Regions from separate parts of the Pan troglodytes genome. Here region 2 is linked to region 1. A link is a contact called in public capture Hi-C data. All regions are on one chromosome and are shown on one strand. The core of a region is the stretch at or near the end of the contact, and the rest is flanking DNA. Distances in the headings are between cores, read along the strand shown. Region 1 has its middle 390 kb from the start of RRAGC. Region 2 overlaps POU3F1 (POU class 3 homeobox 1).

Evidence for each region. Capture Hi-C pulls out chosen DNA fragments and counts their contacts.
Region 2: a contact with region 1 is called in a capture Hi-C map of stem cell-derived neural stem cells, with 9 times the contacts expected there. The contact joins two enhancer-like sites. A contact is called at or near these places in 1 of 1 datasets of contacts at active chromatin or transcription factors (stem cell-derived excitatory neurons) and 1 of 1 other capture datasets (stem cell-derived neural stem cells).

The regions. Positions count from the first base shown.
Region 1 is chr1:192,524,333-192,530,243 of NHGRI_mPanTro3-v2.0_pri, forward strand. No RefSeq gene overlaps it. Among named protein-coding and RNA genes, the nearest start is that of RRAGC, 390 kb to the left of the region's middle. Within about 2 kb of position 1,914, at least 2 of the 24 cell types and tissues checked have an H3K27ac peak or open chromatin away from gene starts, as enhancers often do. A contact at or near this core is called in stem cell-derived neural stem cells, where this site is marked.
Region 2 is chr1:192,947,325-192,953,441 of NHGRI_mPanTro3-v2.0_pri, forward strand. POU3F1 (POU class 3 homeobox 1) reads left to right here. Exons shown (of 1, transcript XM_009454161.5): 1 at 1-542. Among named protein-coding and RNA genes, the nearest start is that of POU3F1, 5.5 kb to the left of the region's middle. Within about 2 kb of position 2,022, at least 1 of the 24 cell types and tissues checked has an H3K27ac peak or open chromatin away from gene starts, as enhancers often do. A contact at or near this core is called in stem cell-derived neural stem cells, where this site is marked.

The sequences.
Region 1 (5,911 bases), core at 664-3,163:
TGAAAAATTTCTACTCTTTGCTACAAGTTCCTAGAACTATTATTGAATGAATTATTAGAAAGTAGAGCACATTCACCAATTAGAATGACATAAATCATTCATTTAACAAACATTTTATTGAGCCCTTACCATGTGCCAGGCATTGCAAAGCACCAAATAGAATAGAACAATGGACATGACAAATAAGATCTCTGATCTCCAGAGCTTGCCTTTTAGCAGGTGGGAGGCAGGTAGTAATAGACAAGTAACAGGTAAGTGAATAAGATAATTTCATAGTGAGAAGTACTGTGGAGGCAGTAAAGCAGGGTCATGTGACAGTGTGAGTGAGGAGCTTGCTACTTTAGCTTAGTAGGTCAAGGAGGGTCTATTTGAGAAGGCGACACTTGGCCCGATATGAGAAATACAAGAAGGAACCGGCTGGGTGCGGTGGCTCATGTCTGTAATCCCAGCACTTTGGGAGGCTGAGGCGGGTGGATCACCTGAGGTCGGGAGTTGGAGAGCAGCCTCGCCAACATGGTGAAACCCCGTCTCTACTGAAAATACAAAAATTAGCCAGGTGTGGTGTCACGCACCTGTAATCCCAGTTACTTGGGAGGCTGAGGCATGAGAATTGCCTGAACCCAGGAAGTGGAGGTTGCAGTGAGCCGAGATTGCACCACTGCACTCCAGCCTGGGAGACAGAAATAGACCCTGTCTCAAATAAAAAATAAATAAATAAAAAGAAGGAACCAATGTTTGGGAATAACCGGGGCAGAATCTTCTAAGACAAATTCTCTAGGATCATAAGGAACAGCAGATTCCACAATGACAAGGCTGGTGTGGTTGGAGCATAGTAGGAAAAGGGAGACAGAGACATGCAAAGAAGTTGAAGACACAGGCAGGCATGAGCTAAGAGGAGCTCTGCATGCTGTGGTCAGGAATATTTTATTCTAAGTAGAATGGAAACCACTGCGTGGGTTTAAGCAGGGCAATGACATACTCCCAATTTGTGTCTTAAAAGGCATTCTCTGAGCTTTGTAGAGAACAGGTGATCAAGGGGCAAAAGAGGAAGCAAATCTTGTACCTGATCAAGGACAGCTACATGAGTTAAAGTCAGGACCAAGCAGAGATGGAGTAACTCCAATCTAGTTATTTTATGCATCTTCTTTTTTACCTCTGTGTCTCCCTCTTCTCTCCCCTTTTCTGAGCACAACAAACTCCTATGGCAGAAGTTCTTAATCTAGAGGTTACATCAGAATCACCTTGGGAGGTGTCGGCAAGAATGGTGCCTAGTCTGACCAGGGGAGATTCTTGCTTGGGATGAAGTCTGATCATATTTGTTTGTTTAATCTATTCAGGTGATTGTGTTGTGCACTGCAAAAAGTCCAAATGACAAAAGACGATGATGGGGTTGCACAGAAATTAGGGACAAGAGGCCGGGCATGGTGGCTCATGCCTGTAACCTCAGCACTTTGGGAGGCTGAGGTGGGCGGTTCACAAGGTCAGTAGATCGAGACCACCCCGTCCAACATAGTGAAGCCCCGTCTCTACTAAAAATACAAAAATTAGCCGGGCGTGGTGGTGGGTGCCTGTAGTCCCAGCTACTCAGGAGGCTGAGGCAGGAGAATTGCCTGAACTCGGGAGGCGGAGGTTTCAGTGAACAGAGATCGCGACACTGCACTCCAGCCTGGTGACAGAGCAAGACTTTGTCTCAAAAAAAAAAAAAAAGAAAAAAAAAAGAAATTAGGGACAAGAGGAACAAGCACACTTTTTTGCTCTAGGGACTCTCCATACAGGCCAGATGCTGTATACAATTAATTGTGATACTAAATACGAAGAAAAGAAATCCATGCTAATACTGGGGTCGGGGAGGGAGAGCTACAGACAAAGCGCTCCTGGTGTGCGGGGAAGGGGGAGATCCTCAACCCTGGGGAGGGGTAAAGACCTGATGACCTGGATTTTAGCCTCAGAGCTTTGTTAATGACAACTGGTGGAATCACTTCACCCTTCAACTGGCTGTGTCGTTAGTGACTGGCTGCCTGTGTCCCCCCAAGCCATGGATACAGAGAATGAGTTGGCAAACTAGCAGGGCTGGGCCAGAGGCAGGAGGAGGGGGCCACGCAGGAGGCAGGGAAAGTGAATTGGCATTTCACTCATTCAGATCCACTCTCCCCACTCCCACTCCCACCAAGGCTGAATTTCTGAGCATGTGTTCCTGCTAACTCATCTTTTCTCTAGGAGATTGATAGGAGCAGTACCCTGGATTCGTGGGCAAACTAAAAAACACAAACAAAAGTCCTAATTTCTCAGGTTCCCATTTGCCATTTCCACCCTCAATACCACCACCTACAGAGTGGGGAATTTGGAAGTGTATAAGGGATTCGGCTGACCTGGCTTCTCAAGGAGCTTTCCCTGTGTATTGAGGGACAGAAAATAGGATTTGGGGTGGGAAGGAAGGGGTATAGAAGTGAGAAAACTGTGGATGCTATATATCTGCATTGCTTTTTTCAGGCTTAAAAATGCACACTAGACTTACAAAGAGATCAACCAAGGGCCAAGTATTTGCCTTACAACAGGGCTCCCTAAGGCATTTCTTTAAATTGCAAGGTTTCCCCAGTGCCTTCATTATTGAGGATCATTAAGTGGAAAAGATGCAGTTGATATTAGGACCTCGGGAGCCACTGGGCAAGCTATGTGCTCTGTTTTCATTAGCTATGTGGAATATGGGTCATCTGGTTAAGTTACGACTTTCTCTGAGCTGTTTCTGAGCTCCTGCTACTTCTGTTGGCCTCCTCATTTGGCCTCTGCATCTTGTGGAAGACAGCAAAGCACTTGACATTTAACATTTATCAGCAAAGTTAAAAAAAAAAACTAACGCGAATTAAACAGGATTTTTAATCCCCTCAACTGTTGCCATCAGTATAATCACCAACAGAATGAAATCAGAATCAGTGGAGGAAAATATTAATCATGGATTTGCATCTATTAACTATCATGCAGAAGAGAGCAGGTTGCATGCTCCTGGGTGATTTTGTAAAATTTCTGAGGCAGGCAGCTGCGAGTCACTGGGAGAGAAGGGTTACGCACTGGAGTATCTGTTCCCTTCCCACCAGCGTCCAGCTGTTGTGGCCTGCATGCCCTCAGAGGCTCTACTTGCTTCAGGCTGAGGAGGCAGAGAGCTAATAAGAACTTCCTGAACAGAGCCCTGCGAGTTAATTTGGATGATACAGGAACTTTTGGGGCATTTTGAGACTGTGAGTCTCTAATTGTTTTAAAAAAGTATGTGTGTGTGCACAGTAGCTTCCCCTGGGCTGGGAGTTCACCTCTGAACGTATGAAATTAATCCATTGCTGCGGGCCAAGACAAATAGCAGCTGGAGGCCAGGAACAGGGTTCCGAGTAGGTCTGTGGGGATACGATCTTTGGAAGAATGGACTCCAGGGGTTAAGAGTGTGAACATTGTGTTGAAACAGACCCACTTTTCTTTTTTGCTTTTTGTTTTTTGTTTGTTTGTTTGTTTGCTTTTTTTTTTTTTTTTTTTTTTGAGACAGGGTCTTGTTCTTTCACCCAGGCTGGAGTGCAATGGTGTGGTCTTGGCTCACTGCAACCTCTGCATCCTGAGCTCAAAAGATTCTCCTGCCTCAGCCTCCCAAGTAGCTGGGACTACAGGCATGTGCCACCACACATGGCTAATTTTTGTATTTTTTGTAGAGACCATGTTTTCCATGTTACCCAGGCTGATCTCAAACTCCTGGACTCAAGTGATGCACTCACCTCAGCCTCCCAAAGTGCTGGGATTACAGGTGTGAGCCACCGTGCCCAGCCCAGACCCACTTCTTATCAATGGCGAGACTTTGGAAAAATTATTTAAACTTTTAAAGGTTCGGTTTCTTGATCACAAAAATAAGGGTAACAATAATTGCTATGAGAATTAAATGGCACGATGAATATAAAGCACTTAGCTCAATGTCCTGTTCATAGTGAACATTTAATAAACATTTTTTGAAAATAGACTCTATACAGTTTATCTTTGAACAACACGTTGTCCTGGCCACCTCATCCATACCTGTGATTTTAACCTCTATTGGCCTGAAAGCCTTTTTCTCTGTATCTCTCATCTTACTCCAGAACTAACTGCATTCTAAACAAGACCCATGGGTGCCTCAGACTTACCAAGTCCGCAACAAACTGCATTTCCCCCACAAACCCAGATCTCCTTCTCTAGACCCTATCAAGTATGGAGCACCATTCTTCCTTCAGCTACTCAAGCCAGGTAACTGGAGGTCAATCTCATCTCCTTTTATCTTACATCCAGCACCCAAATGAGATTAGGTTCCATAACCTGTTGATTCCACCTGCTAGGTAGCTCTCAAGTTCATTTTTTCCTCCTAGCCTAGAGCTGCAGCATCCCTAGTCTTGTCCCCCTACAATCACCCACCCTAGGGCCCACAGAGGGATCTCCTGAAATCATCTATCTGACAATTTCTCTCCCACCTACAACCCTTCAACATTGCCTATGGCTTACAGAGTGAATTCTGATCTCATTGGCTTGGGCACAAGCCCCTTTATGGCATGCCTCCTGCTGTCTCTCCAGCCTCACCTTCTGCTGATTGATTCTCCCGTCATCTGCCAGCCTTATAACACTTGGTTCCCTTGGAGGAATAAAGTCATGAGTCTAGCCCTGAGTGTTTTATAAAAGTTGAATAAGAAAAGGGAGATTTTCCTGGCCAAATATTTTTTTAAATTTCAAAAGTGCAATAATATATTCATTTATTTATTCACCATTTCAATGAATATCTGAGTGCCTACTATGTGCCAGGCACTATTCTAACACCATAAATACAATGACAGTTATAAAATAACAATCTCATGGAGTTGTACTACTGTTGCAGGAGCCCATAAACAGATCAATGAAACTGAATAGAAAATCTAGCTATGGACTCAACTATATAAAAATGAGGATATTATAAAAGTGATCTTTAAAAGCAGTGAGGAGACATGGGTGATTCAGTATGTGCTATTAATGTCACTGGCTTGATATTTGAAAAAAAAAAAAAAGTTGAATCCCAGACTCACACCATATATCAATACATTTCTAAATGGATTAAAGGTCCAAATGTCAAAATTAGGCTTATGTCTTTGGTCTCCTAAATTATAGTCAGCTCCCAATTTCTGTCCTTGTTCTCTTTTCTCACCAGTGGTCACAAGCTCAGATGCTGATCAGGATCAGGCAAGTCATTTAAATAAACAAAATTGTCCCACAGGGACTGGGTAACCTGGAAAGCATTTGTTCCAAGGTAAACATCTAATAATCACAATCAAAATCCTAACCATAATAGCAGCAACTAACATTTATAGAGTTACTGTTTTGTGCTGCTATAACAGAGTACCTGATAGTGGGTAGTTTACAAAAACAGAAATTTATTTCTCATAGTTCTGGAGACTGAGAAGTCCAAGATCAAGGTGCTAGTGAGGGCTGCTTCCAAGATGGCACCTTGGTGTTACATTCTCCATAGAGGAGGAATGTAATGTTGTATCCTTACTAGGCAGAAGATGGAAGGGAAGAGGGAGAAACTCCCTTTGTTAAGCCCTTTTATAAAGCCAAAAAGTCCCTACCTGTCAATGCTGTTGCACTGGGGATTAAGATTCAGCATGAATTTTTGGAGGGAATAAAGTCATTAAAACCATAGCAGCTAGAGACTTTTCTAACTACTTTATGTAATTTACCAACTTATTCTTTACAATTACTCTATGTGATATGCACTATTTTTATAGACAAAGAAACTGAGGCACTGAGGAATTAAGTAAGTAACCTGCTTAATTCACATATTTAGTAAATATTGAGCAGGATCTGGAATCCAGGTAGTCTGACTTCAGAACCTAAGCTCTTAACCTCCATATTCCAGCCAGTTCTTAGACCAAACAAAACATAC
Region 2 (6,117 bases), core at 772-3,271, 420 kb after region 1:
TAACCAGCTGTAGAAATAAGCCGTTCCCTGAGAACCCTCCGCCTGATTCCCTGCAGCTTCCCTCTGCTCCCTTTCCAGCCCGCCGGGATGCGGGATGCCAGGGGAGGCCGGGAGAGAAATTCCCCAAGTTTGGGGTGAGGTGGGAACCATGTAAATATGTGAGATATGTACACACTGGCGGGGAGAAGAAACATTTTGTGCTTGGTTTTTATTTTTGTTTTTCCGGGTTACCCTTCCTTCCTACCCTAAAGGATTTTGTACACTGACTAATCCGAAAAAGATATTTTAATATGATTTCCGAATTTCTGACCCATCTCTATTTATTTTCTGGATGTGTTTGGAGCTTCCCCCTTCTCCGTTTCTTCTGTTTGTTAAGGTTTGAATTTAAATTTTGTTATTTTATTTTTATTATTTTTTGAAACAATGTTTCGGTGCATTCTCTTTGTATCTTTATTGCAAAAAAAAAATAATGTAGACTGGGAAGTTCCCTTTATATTTATGTTATAGTAAATATTTTATTACTCACATAAACATGTACCCCAGGGCTGTGTCCTGTCCTTTTTACTGCTAGGGCTGGGTGGGTTTTGGGGTGAAGCGATGGGATCCCCTGCTTCACCTCCCTGAAGTTCTGATCTCACCAGGAGAGATCTTGGAGGAAGATGACCCTGCAGACCTTCCAGGTGGATATCAGGACATGGGCAACAGTTGGGCCCCTGCCTCAGATGCATCAGTTTAGGGAAGATGAAGCTGCCTTGTGTCCCCCTGTCGTAGACAGACTCTCCTAGACCAAACCAGGGCCCGGGACAGTGAGCCAAAGACACCACATGGAATTCGGATCAGCCATTGTTCATGCACAACTCGACTGCTCTTCTCCACCAAGAAAGAAGCCCGCCTCGGCCTGGGTCACCAGCCTAGAATCTATAATCCCCCACCTGACACCTCAACCCCCAACTTTCATTTCACCTTGCACTCTATATGAGAGGTCTGAGCCAACTTTACCATTCCCAGTCCTAGGGCACCTGGAAGCCTGGTCAGGCCCCACCATCCTACTCCAGCAGGCTCTCCACCCAAACTCAAATGGTGCCCAAGCCCCCCTGGATGCACTGGGAGTTCTAACAGCTTAGACAGACGTGGCTTTCATGGTCCTATGTGAGCTGGGTCAGCCTAGGGAGGGAGCCCTGCCAATTTGCTTGGGCAAAGCCGGTCTTATGTCTCTGCAAACAAACCACTGCCCCAGCTTCTGTTGGGGAGAAGTGGAGGCACGGGCAACTGTGCCATCAGAAAGACCTGATATCTTCTTTCCAAGGTTGGGTACCCAAGACCCTCATCACCACCACCACTGCAGGGAGTGATAGGAAGGAGAGCACAGACCTTCTCAGATGCTGTCTTCTGGAGTGAGTCAGGGTATCTGGGGGCAGATCTGGTTCCCGACACAGAGCTCCAGACTACCTGGGTTCCAGTCAAGACCTTATTTTCTCCTTTAAAACAACCCTTCTTAAAAATACTGATAAAAGAGCTCTTCCTGCTTCCTCCGTAGACGCAGTTCTTTTCCCCTCTCAGGAGAAGCCACATGCGGTTTCTCTCGCTCTTTGTGAAGCCAAAGCTTGAAGGCACAATCTCTTAGCTGGGGAGAAAGCTGACCCTAGTGAGGGGGCGTGTGGGGCCCCTCCTGCCAGGGAAGCGGCCCAAGTCCAGGCCTGTGAGAGGCCTGGGCTCTAGCTGACGGTGTCAGGGATGTCCAGAGAGGTGTCCCCAGGGCCCCAAGTTGGTGCTCCCTGGCGGGGCTAGGGCCTCAGGATGACTGTGCCATGCTGAGAGTTCCTGGCGACTTTCTGCGCTCGGCCCTCACTCTTGGGGGGAATTGTCTCTGCAAGTACAAAGGCTGCCTCGGCTTCTAGAGGCCCAGCCCCTCACTCCCTGCTCCTTTTTTCTTCTCCTCCTCAGCTCAGTCCAGCCAGGTGAGCGAATAGCCCTGTAATTGGCACCTGTGTCCCAGCCGTTCCCCACACTGGTGGGCCAGGTAGCCTTCCCTCCCATGTTTCCTAAAGAGGAAGCTGGCAACATACCGGCCAGCTGGGCAATGGCATAGCCAGGAGCCACTGACCACCCTGCCTCAGCCTCTCATTTCCTACTCCACCAAGAACAAAACTTTGAAGCCGCCACACACTCCTCCCTGCTCCCTCATTTCTCCATTCCTGGATTTGTCCCAGCCTCAAGGCTCTGAAATGGAAGCAAATGAAGCTGAAAGCTCCCGCCGCCTGCGCGGCCCAGAGCCTCAGCAGGTTTTGAGGTTGGAAAGGGCCACCGGGAAGATGAGGCCTTTCACCGGCCTCTGCCTGCAGCTGACACCAATTGATTGATTGATTTCCTAATTGTCTGCTTGATCCTCTACAAGAGGGTGGGTTTATTATTTAAGCAAGTCAACTCAAAAATAGCAAAACAAAGCAGCCTCCCAAGAACCAGCAGCAGCTGAGGAGTAGAACAAAAAAAAATGAAAAAAAAAAAAGTGGAAAAAGGGATGGAAGAAAATCTTTTACTTTGCAAGGATTTGGCTTAATGAGATACCAGCATGAGATAGCTACCCGGTGATCAACCCCTTGGTCGCAGAAGGCCCCTAGATGGTAGGAATCTCAGCACTTTATAGGAAAGAGAAATCTTTTTCCCTGGATAGCATAGAGTTAGGACAAGCACAGCCAACTGTGGGCTTGATGCAGTCTCTCCGTCCCAAGGGTATGTATATCTACCTGCTTATGCCTGAGAGCCTCAGACTTCTTTTTGTTCAGGAGAGGTATGTGTCCCTAGCATCAACCTCCAAGGAAGTCCAAGCTTTCCCTAGCATATTGGGAATTTTCTGATCCCATCTCCTTCCGCATCTCACTTGAACAAAATTATTGTTTATGTTGATGTGGCCACAGATTATGGTAGTTAGAACTCTCTCCCCATGTGAACCTCTGCAAGTTGGTGTAAGAATTTGTGTGTATGCTGTTGTGTGTGCAAAGCCACAGCCAATCCCAGAGGTAGGAGAGGGAAAAGAAAACCCAGGCTACACTGCTAATGCTTTGAGCAGGAAGAATATTTGTAGAATGGAGGTTGGCCAATACCAAAAGGAAGGAAAATGGTCATCTTAGTCACCTGCGGTCATCAAGGCAAACCCAGAAGGTACCCTGCCTTGAGGCGTGACGACATTATATTCTCCCCCACCTACTGCCCAGAAGGTTGCACTAGTTTATATGTTGCATGCCTTAGGTCCTATGCAATCATCCCTTGACCTTAGGACTTGACTGGATGTCCATAGGACTGACCCCCAATCGCAGTTGCCCACTTAGAGCCGTTTAGAACTCATCCTCCCCTGGAGAGGCTCTGGGCCTCCAATGACACATCCAGGGCCAGGCTGCCTCCCTCCCTGGAACTTTCCCTAGCAGGGCTTCAGCTCCAAAAAGGAGACCCACCTAAGCAGAGGGTGGAGTGAGAGGAGACTGGTTATCAGGCCTAGTTACTCTCCTAAGCTCAGCCAAGATGATCTACCCAGGGCCTCTGGCTCGGAGACTGAGACCAGAGGTAGCTGGAGCAGCCATCCGTTTTGTCCCTGCCTGTCACATTTGAAGGCTCTGGAGTTGAAATGGTGTTTGGCCATTTAGGGCTCCCCTTGCTGCCTCTTGAGGCCTCCATGTGGGAGGACTGCCCTCTATTGGTCCCTGAACTGGGACCTGGTAGCAGTTACCAGAGCCACCTTGAACCTAAGCATGCCCTCAAAAAGTCAGCTTCAAGTGGGCTCTTCGAGGAGGACTGCCAGTTAGAGCAGAGGCAACTTTAGCCTCCAAAAGAAGCAAGCCTGCCCCCTCTCTCTCTCTCTCTCTCACACACACACACACACACACACACACACTAATCCATGACCCTTCCCTCTCATCTTCCACCCTGCCCATTCACACAGCCACTCTCAGAAACCCACGATCATACACCACCTCCTCTCTCTCTCTCTCCACTCATCCCCATCCCCATCACTCCTCCCCTCAACCAGTTAAAACCCCGATCCAGGCTCTCACCACCTTGCTCACTCACACGCATGCTAAGACACCCATGGTCACACCCACACCACAGTTTGGGCAGTCTAAGACCAGCTTTCTGGTCTTTGGCACTAAGCTCTTGAGAGTCACTGAGTACCTGGCACATGTAATATTTGATTAAGCACACACGGCCATCCTTTGCAACATTTGACCTGGTCCCCTTCTCTCAGGATTTCCAAGCACTTGCCCCTAAACTGCTTTCCAAACACATTCCTGTCCATCATTGTCCCAGCTCCTCCCAGATCTCTTCCTGCTCCTTTCAGATAATTAAAGTTAGGCTGTGTGTTTGTATGTATGTGTGATCTTATTTTTTAAACACACACCCCCACACATACATATGCGTGTATATATACAAACACACACAGCAATTAGATCTATCCATTCCTGCCGTAGTCCTTCTTGTGCAGTAAAACCTCAGCTATGCATATGCCCCCACATTGCTATGCAATGAACCCAGCATCACCTAGTCACGGGCTCCTGATGTCACACACACATACGCACAGTGGCACGTTCACATGGTTACATTGGTCTTTCTCCAAGGGCATGACCCACCTCCCACTACCCACCCTGCTCCCGGGCATCTGAGTGGGCTCTCCTCAGATGACCTGAGTACCAGGAGAGTTTTGCTCCAATCCCTGCCCCCAACACACACACACCAGTGGACATGTCTCCTGCTGAGCCTGACCAGGGTGGGTCTGGGTATTATTAGGCTGCAGAGACAGCACGGAGGCATATGGTCTCGTACACAAGAAATAATGTTCATGTTAAATCAGACCTCATGCATAATGCATGGTGCCTGATCTCACATTATTTTGGGTGTTCGTCAAAATCAGTGTTCTTTCTTATGAGGGCTCCTGAAAAGAAGTGAAAAGGCATTTGCTAATTACACCCACAGCCTGGACCCAGAGAGCTGGGAGTGCCCCCGGGAGCCTCCCTCTGGCCCCACTTCACCCACAGTGGGTCCCATCCCTCTGCCCCACTCTGTCTTCCCACTTGGAAGGAGGGGCTGCCTGGGGTTTGTGGCAGGCGTAAGGCCCCGTGTTATTTTTATTTCTTTTCTCTCGGCTCTCTGTCCCTGGAGGGTTCTGGGGAATGGCAGTGGCTCTGTCGCTCTCACACCCGATTCATTTGCCGTTTTATGAACTCCCCGTTGATTCATCGCCTCCCTAAGTCAATGATTCACTCCTGATGGCTTTTCAGAAATCCTTCTTCAAAGGCTCCAGATTATTCAGCTCTGAGCAAGAGCAAGAGCCGGAGCAGACCTGGACCCTGCATTACCACTGCTCCGTGGCCTGGAATGGGATATTGTCCCCATCCTTGGGCCTTCCCTGGAGCTGGGCTGGCCTGGAGAGGAGGGAGTGCTCCATCCACACAGAAGCTGGTAGAGCTGACCCAAGCAGCTCATGGACAGACCAAGCCCATGGCCAGGCACCCTCCAGCCTCTGTGGGTCACCTGCCTTCTCCCCTTGTCATCACAGTCCCTCCGGAAGCTATCCACGCCTCCGAGGAGGTAGAGAGCAGAATGGTGAAAGACAGGGGCTCTGGGACCAGACACCTGGGCACAAATCCTGTCTCCACTTCTTATCAGTTTTGTGACTTTAGGCCAACTACCTACATTTCTGTGCCCCCATTTCCTGGTATGGTAACAAAGGCAGTTCCCTGATCATAGAGTTGTTTTGAGAATTAAGTGGGATAATATGCATATAGAGTTTACATAAGTGATGAATAAATGAAAGCTGGTTTTTTGTTGTTGTTGGTTTTTTTTTTTTTTTTTTTTTGGAGACGAAGTCTCCCTCTGTGGCCCAGGCTGGAGTGCAGTGGCGCAATCTTGGCTCACTGCAACCTCCACCTCCCGGGTTCACGCCATTCTCCTGCCTCAGCATCCCTAGTAGCTGGGATTATAGGTGCCCGCCACCACACCCAGCTAATTTTTGTATTTTTAAAGTAGAGACGGGGGGGTTTCACCATGCTGGCCAGGCTGGTCGCAAACTCCTGACCTCAGATGATCCACCCACCTCAGCCTCCCAAAGTGCTGGGATTACAGGTGTGA